3 separate regions of the Zea mays genome follow, and all the other regions are linked to region 2. A link is a contact called in public Hi-C data. All regions are on one chromosome and are shown on one strand. The core of a region is the stretch at or near the end of the contact, and the rest is flanking DNA. Distances in the headings are between cores, read along the strand shown. Region 1 holds the start of LOC542346 (crinkly 4). Region 2 holds the start of LOC107457594 (OJ000126_13.10 protein). Region 3 holds the start of LOC100280213.

What was found. Hi-C and Micro-C count contacts between places; a contact is called where the count stands out from the background.
Region 1: a Hi-C map of leaf shows a contact between it and region 2, with 6 times the contacts expected there. The contact joins the promoter of LOC542346 here to the promoter of LOC107457594 in region 2. A contact is called at or near these places in 2 of 25 Hi-C or Micro-C datasets (leaf and leaf mesophyll).
Region 3: a Hi-C map of leaf shows a contact between it and region 2, with 4 times the contacts expected there. The contact joins the promoter of LOC100280213 here to the promoter of LOC107457594 in region 2. A contact is called at or near these places in 4 of 25 Hi-C or Micro-C datasets (ear and leaf).

The regions. Positions count from the first base shown.
Region 1 is chr10:5,165,234-5,168,182 of Zm-B73-REFERENCE-NAM-5.0, reverse strand. LOC542346 (crinkly 4) reads right to left here and starts at 1,285. Exons shown (of 3, transcript NM_001348726.1): 1 at 1,121-1,285; 2 at 763-937; 3 at 1-624. The coding sequence starts at 566.
Region 2 is chr10:5,555,172-5,558,236 of Zm-B73-REFERENCE-NAM-5.0, reverse strand. It overlaps LOC107457594 (OJ000126_13.10 protein), which reads right to left and starts at 1,624. Exons shown (of 1, transcript NM_001321611.1): 1 at 679-1,624. The coding sequence starts at 1,413. The coding sequence ends at 904. It also overlaps the pseudogene LOC111590436.
Region 3 is chr10:5,956,249-5,959,037 of Zm-B73-REFERENCE-NAM-5.0, reverse strand. It overlaps LOC100280213, which reads left to right and starts at 1,440. Exons shown (of 8, transcript NM_001153144.1): 1 at 1,440-1,602; 2 at 1,700-1,802; 3 at 1,888-1,995; 4 at 2,175-2,260; 5 at 2,640-2,789. The coding sequence starts at 1,541.

The DNA.
Region 1 (2,949 bases), core at 36-2,535, 390 kb after region 2:
GTCTCGTCGCCCCAGCAGAACACCGTCCTGTTCCGAGCAAACAAGCCACAATTGAACACCGAACCAGCTGAAACAGTCGACACGGCTTCATCAACAGCATGTGTGGCGGTCATATTGTATCCCCAGCAGTCAATCAGCGATGTAGCAGCACTGGAACCACGACCCCCATCTTGAGCAGCTCTCAGTGCGCAGAGGTGGTTGTCCCCCGCACTGAGCTCAGAGTACCTTGCGCCCTCAACCATCGGCTGTGGCACCCCGCTCTTGACATAGGAGTTGCTACCCCAGCAGTATGGCTGCCTGGTGTCGAGCAGGAGGCCACACACGAACCCATCCCCTGCCGTGAGGCCAAGGAAAGGGATGTTGGGTGGTGCGCCGTACAGGACAGATGCATCAGCACCGAAGCAGGCGACGAGGTGGGAGCCGTCGGAGTTGAGGCCACAGAACACCGGACCATCCTCCCCATAGGACACCGCAATGGACGACATGGAGCCAAGGCCACAGGCCCAGCCAGGCAGCAGGGCCAGGAAGCAGCACCCGGCAAGAACTAGAGCCGGCACATGGTCCATGTCTTGAAACTTGGGGCCGTCACGACCACAGGAAGGGGGGCTAATTCCGAGAAGATTCCTGCATGTATTTTAGCTTTTGTTAGCACCAGACGACCAGCAGGCATCGGATGAGTCCTATTCTACTAAACTAAACTAAAAAACTATCTCAGAACCAGTCTTATTATAGGTAAAGAAACAAGAGTCAAAAAGTGAGAACCTTTATGCTGCGAGCATGCCAGTAAGCACGAAACGGGGGTCGGCGGGCGGAGTGGCCAGTCAGTCACCCTCGCTGCGCAGCATTTCACCAGGCCCCTGATCTGTTGGTTTCCTCCCCAGCATTTGATGAACAGCAGCGCACCGATTTGCTGCCCCTCTTCCTTTTCCTTTGTCACCTACAAGGGGTAATTTTTGCAAAAACAACAAAATAAAAAACGAAGTTAGCAGGCACAATACATGTGTACACTCGCAGTTAGATCAGATCCGGTTATAAATTGCCGAGTAGCATTAGGTTAGGGTTTGGGTGCTCGGATTCGCGCAGCAGGAAAAGCAGAGAAGTGAAGGGGCGGGGCGCGTACCTGGTGGTGAGTGCCCGTCGCCGGCGAACGGCCGGACAAAGCACTGGGCACACAGTGGAGAGGCGGCGGTGGCAGCGGCGGTCGCCCTGTCGTCGCCACGAACGAGGTGGAGGGGGAGAGAGAGTGAGACGGGAGAGCGTACGCAGGGCGAAGTGGAGAAGACACAGCGAGCAGGGGTGAAGGCTGCCTGTCCGGGGCTGTTGGGCAATAAGAGCATGTCCAACGGTGGCCGCGACTGAGATGTTAATGGGTCCGGATCCTCCGTTTTCCATAGAGAATTCTTTTATCATAGAATAAGAAATAAAAAATTAATTTTCCTTATGAGGAGACAAACGGGGAATCCCCCCCCCCCCCCCCATACACGTGAATATGAACCGTGTAACAATGTTTTCTACAATAGTTAATGATAAAACAAATAATTACTTTATCAAAAATCGCTAATTATATAAATATATATTATTTTAATATACACATGGTAATTTTTTATATCTGATAAGATATATATATGTGATAATGCTTTGTATTAATAATAAATGATTAAGTTCTGTTTGGATCCTCGCGGCTAATTGATTGTCAGTGGCTAACAATTAGTCACCAGATAATTAGCTAGCAATAATTATCCAGTGTATGTTTAGAGTCTTGGCTAATAGATGTTTTTTTCTATTTACACGTTCTATTAGCACATATTGCAAGGTCAAATGGCTAATAGACAAAAAGTTTGCGAGCCCTCCGGCTAACAATTAGTCAATTTATTAACAAGTCTATTTGGAGGCTAAGGTGCTAAAATTAGATAATTTGCCACAGGAATCCAAACAGGGCCTATGTGAGGTTAGGGATCCCCATCGGAGATTTATCTCAATGGAGCATGGATAGTGATGGGTGTTGACGCCGATCTGGGCGCCAAACATTGGAACAAACCACTTGTCGGTGCTCTCTGCGGAGGTGCAAACGGCCCGCGGCACAAGGCCGGACGGTCCATGACCTGGGCGCAGAAGTGAATCCTTCTTTGCACGCTTTCGGAGGGTCTTCTTCTCCGCGAAGAACCCTAAAACTCCCCCCCGAGAGAGATCTCGTCGAGGGGGAGAGTTCCAAGGCGTTGCTCCGGGTCGGCAGGTCGCCCGATGCGTTTCTAATCGGTGTAGAGTCAAAGAGAGATTGTTGTTGAAGACTAAAGTAGATCTAAATATAAGGCTAGATTACTCCTCCTAGTATTTGGAACTAAAAGAACGATACAAATAAAGTAAAATTGATAAGTAGATTTGATTGGATCGATTATGGGGGTTCAATCGGTCGTACCCCTTCATTTATATAAAGGGTGGAGGTCTGGACCCGTTACAAGTTGGTTATCGAGTTAATCTCACAGGTTTTGCTAACAAATCTCGCTAGAAATCTGGAACCCTAACTGATTCTGTGCACACGTGAACCGTCTGCGTCACCCTCGCGGACCGTTTGGACCGCGGACTGTCCGGCCTATAGGGCCGGACCGTCTCGTATGATATTTTTGGTGCTCAACATATCCCCCTTGCCTTTTGGTGGAGGTGAAAGGAAAATATGCCCTTGGGCAATTTCTAGTTGTTTTGGTGATTAAATGCTCAACACATTACTATGAACTAACATTCCCCTTACGAGCATGAGCATAGGTGTTTAGAAAGCACATTGAAGCAATCAAGTCCAGAAGATTGAGGAAAATAAGAAAAACACTTTTGGGCTTGAAATTGGGAATATTGCAAACCTCTATGAATCAAAAAGATAAAGGGAACTTATCACGTCGAGCCAAAAATGGAGTGAAGAAGTTTGGCCAAACTTGGGCTAGTCTCAGCCTCACCGGA
Region 2 (3,065 bases), core at 375-2,874:
AAAAATACCATCCATTTCCAGCTTTTAGTGTGACTATGTTCGACATGAACAAAACTGAATGGAACTACCTGACATTATTACTTACCACCGCATGGACAATTTTGATATGCCCTACAAAGCCAGGGGAGGGGGGCATCTCGAAGATACTCCCTCTGTTCTTTTTTATTTGTCACATTTTAGTTCAAAATTGAACTAGCGGATGATAAATATTCGAGGGCGGAGGTAGTGCATACTACCGGCTGTTCGGCTGAATTTTCAAAATCAAAAGCTAGGAATGAAAATAGGTTATAGAAACATACCTACTTTAATTACTACGTTATTATCACAAGGGAAATACCAAATGCCAGAGGCCGGGTAATTAAAGAGGTCTGTCCTTCTATTATACAAGAACGGAACTAAACAGAATCCCAGGATAGATTAACCAAGCAAATAATGGTATCCTTCCAAATTCAACAATTTCAGATATTGATGGCCAGTTAAGAATTACAGATATTAATCTACTAGCGTTTTTGACATCCACTTTGTGCATAAATCACTCCAAGAAGCTCCCGATTCAGGTGTTATTATCAAGTAACAAGACACGAAGAGCATAGAACTAGGCATGATTTATAACAAACCACCTCTCTTAGTCCATGTAATCATTACTTGTCAACACACATCATAAGGATTGGAACAAATATAAGGGCCAAAATTTCCATATATGTGTGATGAAACAACACAGCAAGGTAATTACGTCGTCGCTCGTTCACCTCAACTCACCTCATTTTTTCCCAACCCCCTCTCGGCAGGGGAAGGAATCAAAGTAGCCGGACCAGAAACACATCATCGGGAAACAAAATCGCGAAGAGAAAACAACATGATCAAAACTTTATCGCGAAAGCGACGTGACGACTCGCCTCCGCCTCAGTCGAGGAAGCCGGTGCGGCGCAGGACGGCATTGCGGACGCGGCGGAGGTCGCGGCCCTTGAGCGTCCTCCCGGCGCCCTCCAGCACCGAGCTGTGCGCGGCGGCGCGGCGCGCGACGATCTCGTGCGGGGGGACCAAGGCCTCCCCGGCGTCCTCCGCGCTGCCGCCAGCTCCCGCCCCGGCGTGGGCCCACCTCCCCCTCCGCGCGGGATCCGACGGTATCCGCACCGGCGCCGACCTCGCCATCGCGGACGCTGCGACGGTCTCCGGGACGGGGCGCGCGGCGGATCGGGCGGGGGCTCCGACCCCGACCCCGACCCCGACCCCGGCCGCGGCGCGCTTCTTCTTCTTGCCCTCATCCTCCGGGAGCGCGGCAAGGAGGCCGAGACCTACCGCGGAAGGGGAGGCGGGCCAGAGCACGTCGAGCTCGAGGAAGTCACCGTCGGCGCCCGCAGCGGCATGGGTCGGGGCGGGAAGGGGTGGGCGGGACATCATGATGCGGTCCATTGCGTCTGCTCCTGCTCCGGGGATCACCAGTACGGCGGATCTCCGGCGATGCGGTGCTGCTCCGGCATGAGAGGTGGAGGCGGGCTGGGCGTGCGCGAACGAGGGACACGCGACACCGGCGAGGGGAGGCGGGCGCCGTGGCGGACCGGGTGCTTTGGGCTTATAGGGAGGGCAAGTTGTTTTCCGCTGTTTTGCATCTTGGCCCTTCTGCTTCTGCGGAATCAAATTCTCGTGCTGCGGCTGCTTCGGCCTTTTTGACCAAAAAAAAAAAGTGTATTGTGGACTGTGGTGCATGGGCTGAAACGATTTGGCCAACGTGTTCTAGCCAAGAAAAGTCCATTTAAATCAAAGAATGGATCGAAGGAAAATACGAGTCCTAACGAATTCACCAATTCAACGAGTCGAGCGGAGGGGAAACGAGAGGAAATTGTTGAGAACTATGTTACTCGGATCACCAGATCCGCTCCCTTCCCTCCCGTCAGCAGTAGAGACGCAAGAAGCTATAGAGGACTCGTCTCCCTTCCCATAAGCACGACAGAGGAAATACACAAAACACATGGTATAGGGTTGAACCTCTGGTCTCTTTCTGATCTCTGTAATATGAAGGGGTGTACAGGTTCCTTATATAGAGATGTGAGACCCCTCAGGGACAAAGCCGGTATTTGCCCACATAACCCTAACTAGGGTTACTTAACAGAAATCACTTTAAATCCCTGGAAGTGATGATCTACTACTGTGCTTTAGTTCGTTTCATTTAATTATAAAATTTGTCTATACCACGCCTGAGTGTTTTCAAGGCCCAAAACATTCGATTTCTCTGCTTCTTAAAACACCAATTTCGTCCTGTGTCAAAAGCACATATGTTCTTTGTCTCCTCCAATTCTCGTCTAATAGTGAACTGTTAACCCACAGATAGGCTATGAGAAACAAACTCAAACCCAATATATTAGGACGTAACTCTATTTTCTGCCTACTAGAAACCATCCTAGTCCAACACGACATAAGTCACACGCTATCTCTCACGTGATACCACCCACTAGGTAAAGAGCGAGCTATAAAAAAGGGACTAGACTCCTTTTCAACTCATATCTTTCACCTTTTGGCTAAAATAAAGTGTAATATTTGTTATTATCAGTTTAGTATTTGATATATAGACTATATGTTCACTTTGATATTAAATTTATTTTTATGGGTTTTTTTCTGGTGGGAGTCCACTACACTGGCTAGGGCTAGGCATTCGGTCTATTAGGGTAATTCGGTTCGGTCTATTCGGGTTTGTGAAATTTCGGGTTCTGAAAAATAAGAACCGAAATTTTCAAAAATATTTTAGGAACCGAACCCGAATAGACTCACAGTTTCGGTTCGGTCTATTCAGTCCACCGAATAGACCCGAATTGTAGAGAGACTAGTATATTTTGTTAAAATATATACAATAAATAATTAATTGAAAGTACTATTATTACAACAAGTGACTTTAAAAATTAGCATACAAAGATATATATATATATACTATCATTAAGATGATATCATTATTTCTAGCTAATAATTTCATAAATCGTATAATAATATCATCACATATTGAGAGCTTTTTTATATTTCGGATTATTCGGTCTATTCGGGTTTTAAAGGTTAGGAACCGAACCCGAACCCAT
Region 3 (2,789 bases), core at 191-2,690, 400 kb before region 2:
CAAGGCTTGATAGACATAGCTACAAACAGCAGCAGCAGCAGCTCATAAATGTTTATTTTTTTTTGAAAATTTGTGGTAGATCAACAATTTTTTTTCCTAGTGTTTGTTGTGTCTTTGGAGACCTTTTTCTTGCATCTTTTTACTACTATACGACGGTAGGAGTGCCATGAAATCCATATCTTGACAGAAATCTTGAAGCCCTCCTTCATCAACATTTATAAGGTCTGTGCATCTCTCTGCCAGCAGCACCATCGGCCATGGATTGTGAGTCCGATGCTTGCTCGGTATCTTTCCTCAAAATGGGCAACGGCCTTTATGAATGTTTATTATGAGGCCAGAGAGCTGTAAAGACGGGTGTTGAAAAAAAAAACAAGAGAAATGAAGAAGCAGCAGTAGCAGCTGTTTTAAATCTTTGACTCGAAAGGTCGAGTTTAATCCATCAGCCAGGAGTACGAGTACTGCCGTGGCCGATCAAACCGCATTGATCTCTCTCCAACCCAAGTACAGAGAGCTCAAGAAAATAAAGTACTACAGTACTGCACAACGAAACACCACACAAACCATTAAAATCATTGCGGGTGGCTCCATGACGGCTCCAAGGTCAAACGACAACATATATCAAGCGGAGTATAATCAGATCGGATACCAACGTACTCGTTTCATATTTTCTCTTCAGACTCGATCGAATATATAGATATTATCAAATATGTCGGATATAATTTGAATAGATATATACATCTTAAATGCCCAACTTTAAAAATATGGATACAGATTGATACTGAGTACCCGGACTCGAATACGAATTGAATCTCAGACCTTTTAAATAAATAGATTTATACCTCTGATTTCCGGTAAAGGTTCCCAGTATAAAGAAGTTGTATGCATTTCTTCACAGATGAACTACATCTATACATGGTTGGCTACTCAATAAGGTCTTGTTCGGTTAATCCCGTTACCCATAGATTGAATGAGATTTGAAAATTTTAAGAAGAAGGTTTGACTTGCTTGAGATTTAAATTCATCCAATCTCACTCAATCCACATGGATTGAGAGCTAACCGAACAAGCCCTAATGGGGTTCTCATGAAACGTTACCGGATATCTCGATGTCTGGCCCGACAATGTGCTCACAGTCCTCGCACCCTAATTTTTGCAGCAACGCACGGGTGTCATATAGGATTTGCAAATTCTGTACCAAAAATATATATCTCCAAGACACAAATAAAAAAAACTAAAATATCGGCCGTCGTAACTATTTTGGACTGGGCTGCCAGCACATGGGCCTCCACGTTTTAAATGTGAAAAGCGAGAAAGCGAAAAGCCCATCAAACGAAGGCGTCAGGCGTCCCCTTGGTGGCGCGAGGGGCCGCCCAGTGACGACTGACGACAATCGACAAAAGGGAAAAGAATAACTGAAAAAGTAAATCGCTCAAAAAAAAAGGAAAATAAAAAAAAAATCGTAGAGAGTTCGATTGGCAGTTGCTGAGCCCGAGCGCGCCCTCCGGCGCCGACAAGCCGGGACCCCACCTCCGCCGGCGGCGATGGGCAACTCGCAGGCTTCGCCGGCGTCCGCCTCCAGCTCCCGCTTCGTCATGGCCTCGAGGTACCGCCTCCCCACTAACAGCTGTCTGCCACCTCCTTCGCTGCCGCGATTCGCAAGCCCTGTCTGGTGCTCTCACCGCTGACACGCTTCCTCGCAGGGCCTTCCCGAAGCAGGAGCTGGACGGCCTCCGCGAGCTATTCGCCTCCCTCGCAGCGCAGTCGCGGACCGGCGGCCGCGCCATCTCACGCCCCGTCTTCCTCGTGGGCACCGCACGCACATTCGCTCTTTTGAATTGGTCCTGGATCTGGATTGCGATCTCTAACGGGTTCGCCTCTATTTGCGCAGGAATACTACCAGGTCCGGGGGCGATTAGGCGACAGGCTGTTCCAGCTGGTGGCGAAGGAGAGTGGCGGGAGCGATGGGGTCACGTTCGAGGATTTGATCATCTCCAAAGTTAGTGCTCGACTCAATTCGATCCACTCTGTTGTTCGTTTAGTTGTCGCGAGCAAGGTCATTGATGTGTTGGTGCCTGGTGGAATTTGTCCAAGTTAAGATCCAGATATGGTCACCCTTTCTAGCTAGTACTTTGTATGTATTCTGTAGTTTGACAGTCTTTTATTTGTTGCATGTAGGCAACATATGGAAGGGGAACTCGTGATGAGGTCGATGAATTCATTTATCAACTATGTGATGTCACAGGAGATGGCGCCTTAACAAGGTATTGCTTTTGAGAGAAATTAATTTCTTCTGATAAATTGGTATGTCATGAGTGAACCGTTTCCTTTGCTAAGCCGATTCAGTAGTTGCATGCTCCAAATCTGAAAATTACTTCAACAAAGACATTAAAGAACACAAATGATATAAATGAGGGGTAGGGATTTCTGGTTACCATTAGGCCTTATGCATTCCAGTTACATGTCTTAGGTACTTGTTTCGCGGAGCGATATTGGCCAAGGCGAATTTGTTTGCACTTAGAAGATTCATACTTTGTGTTAAACAAAGCTTATGATTTATAGGTTGTTTTGGGATTTTTTATTCAGGCTTTTAGGCATCATTTGGTATTTACTCTTGCATTTACATATCACATGCACTGCCAGGTCTGATTTGGAATCAGTCTTGGCGTCTGTTCATGAAACTGTATTTGCAATAAAGAAGGAAGCTGTCGAAGTTTCCAACAATAGACCATTCGAAGAATTCCTCAACTCTGCAGTGTTTTCAAAGGATGTTGAAGGGGTCTCAGGGAAGTC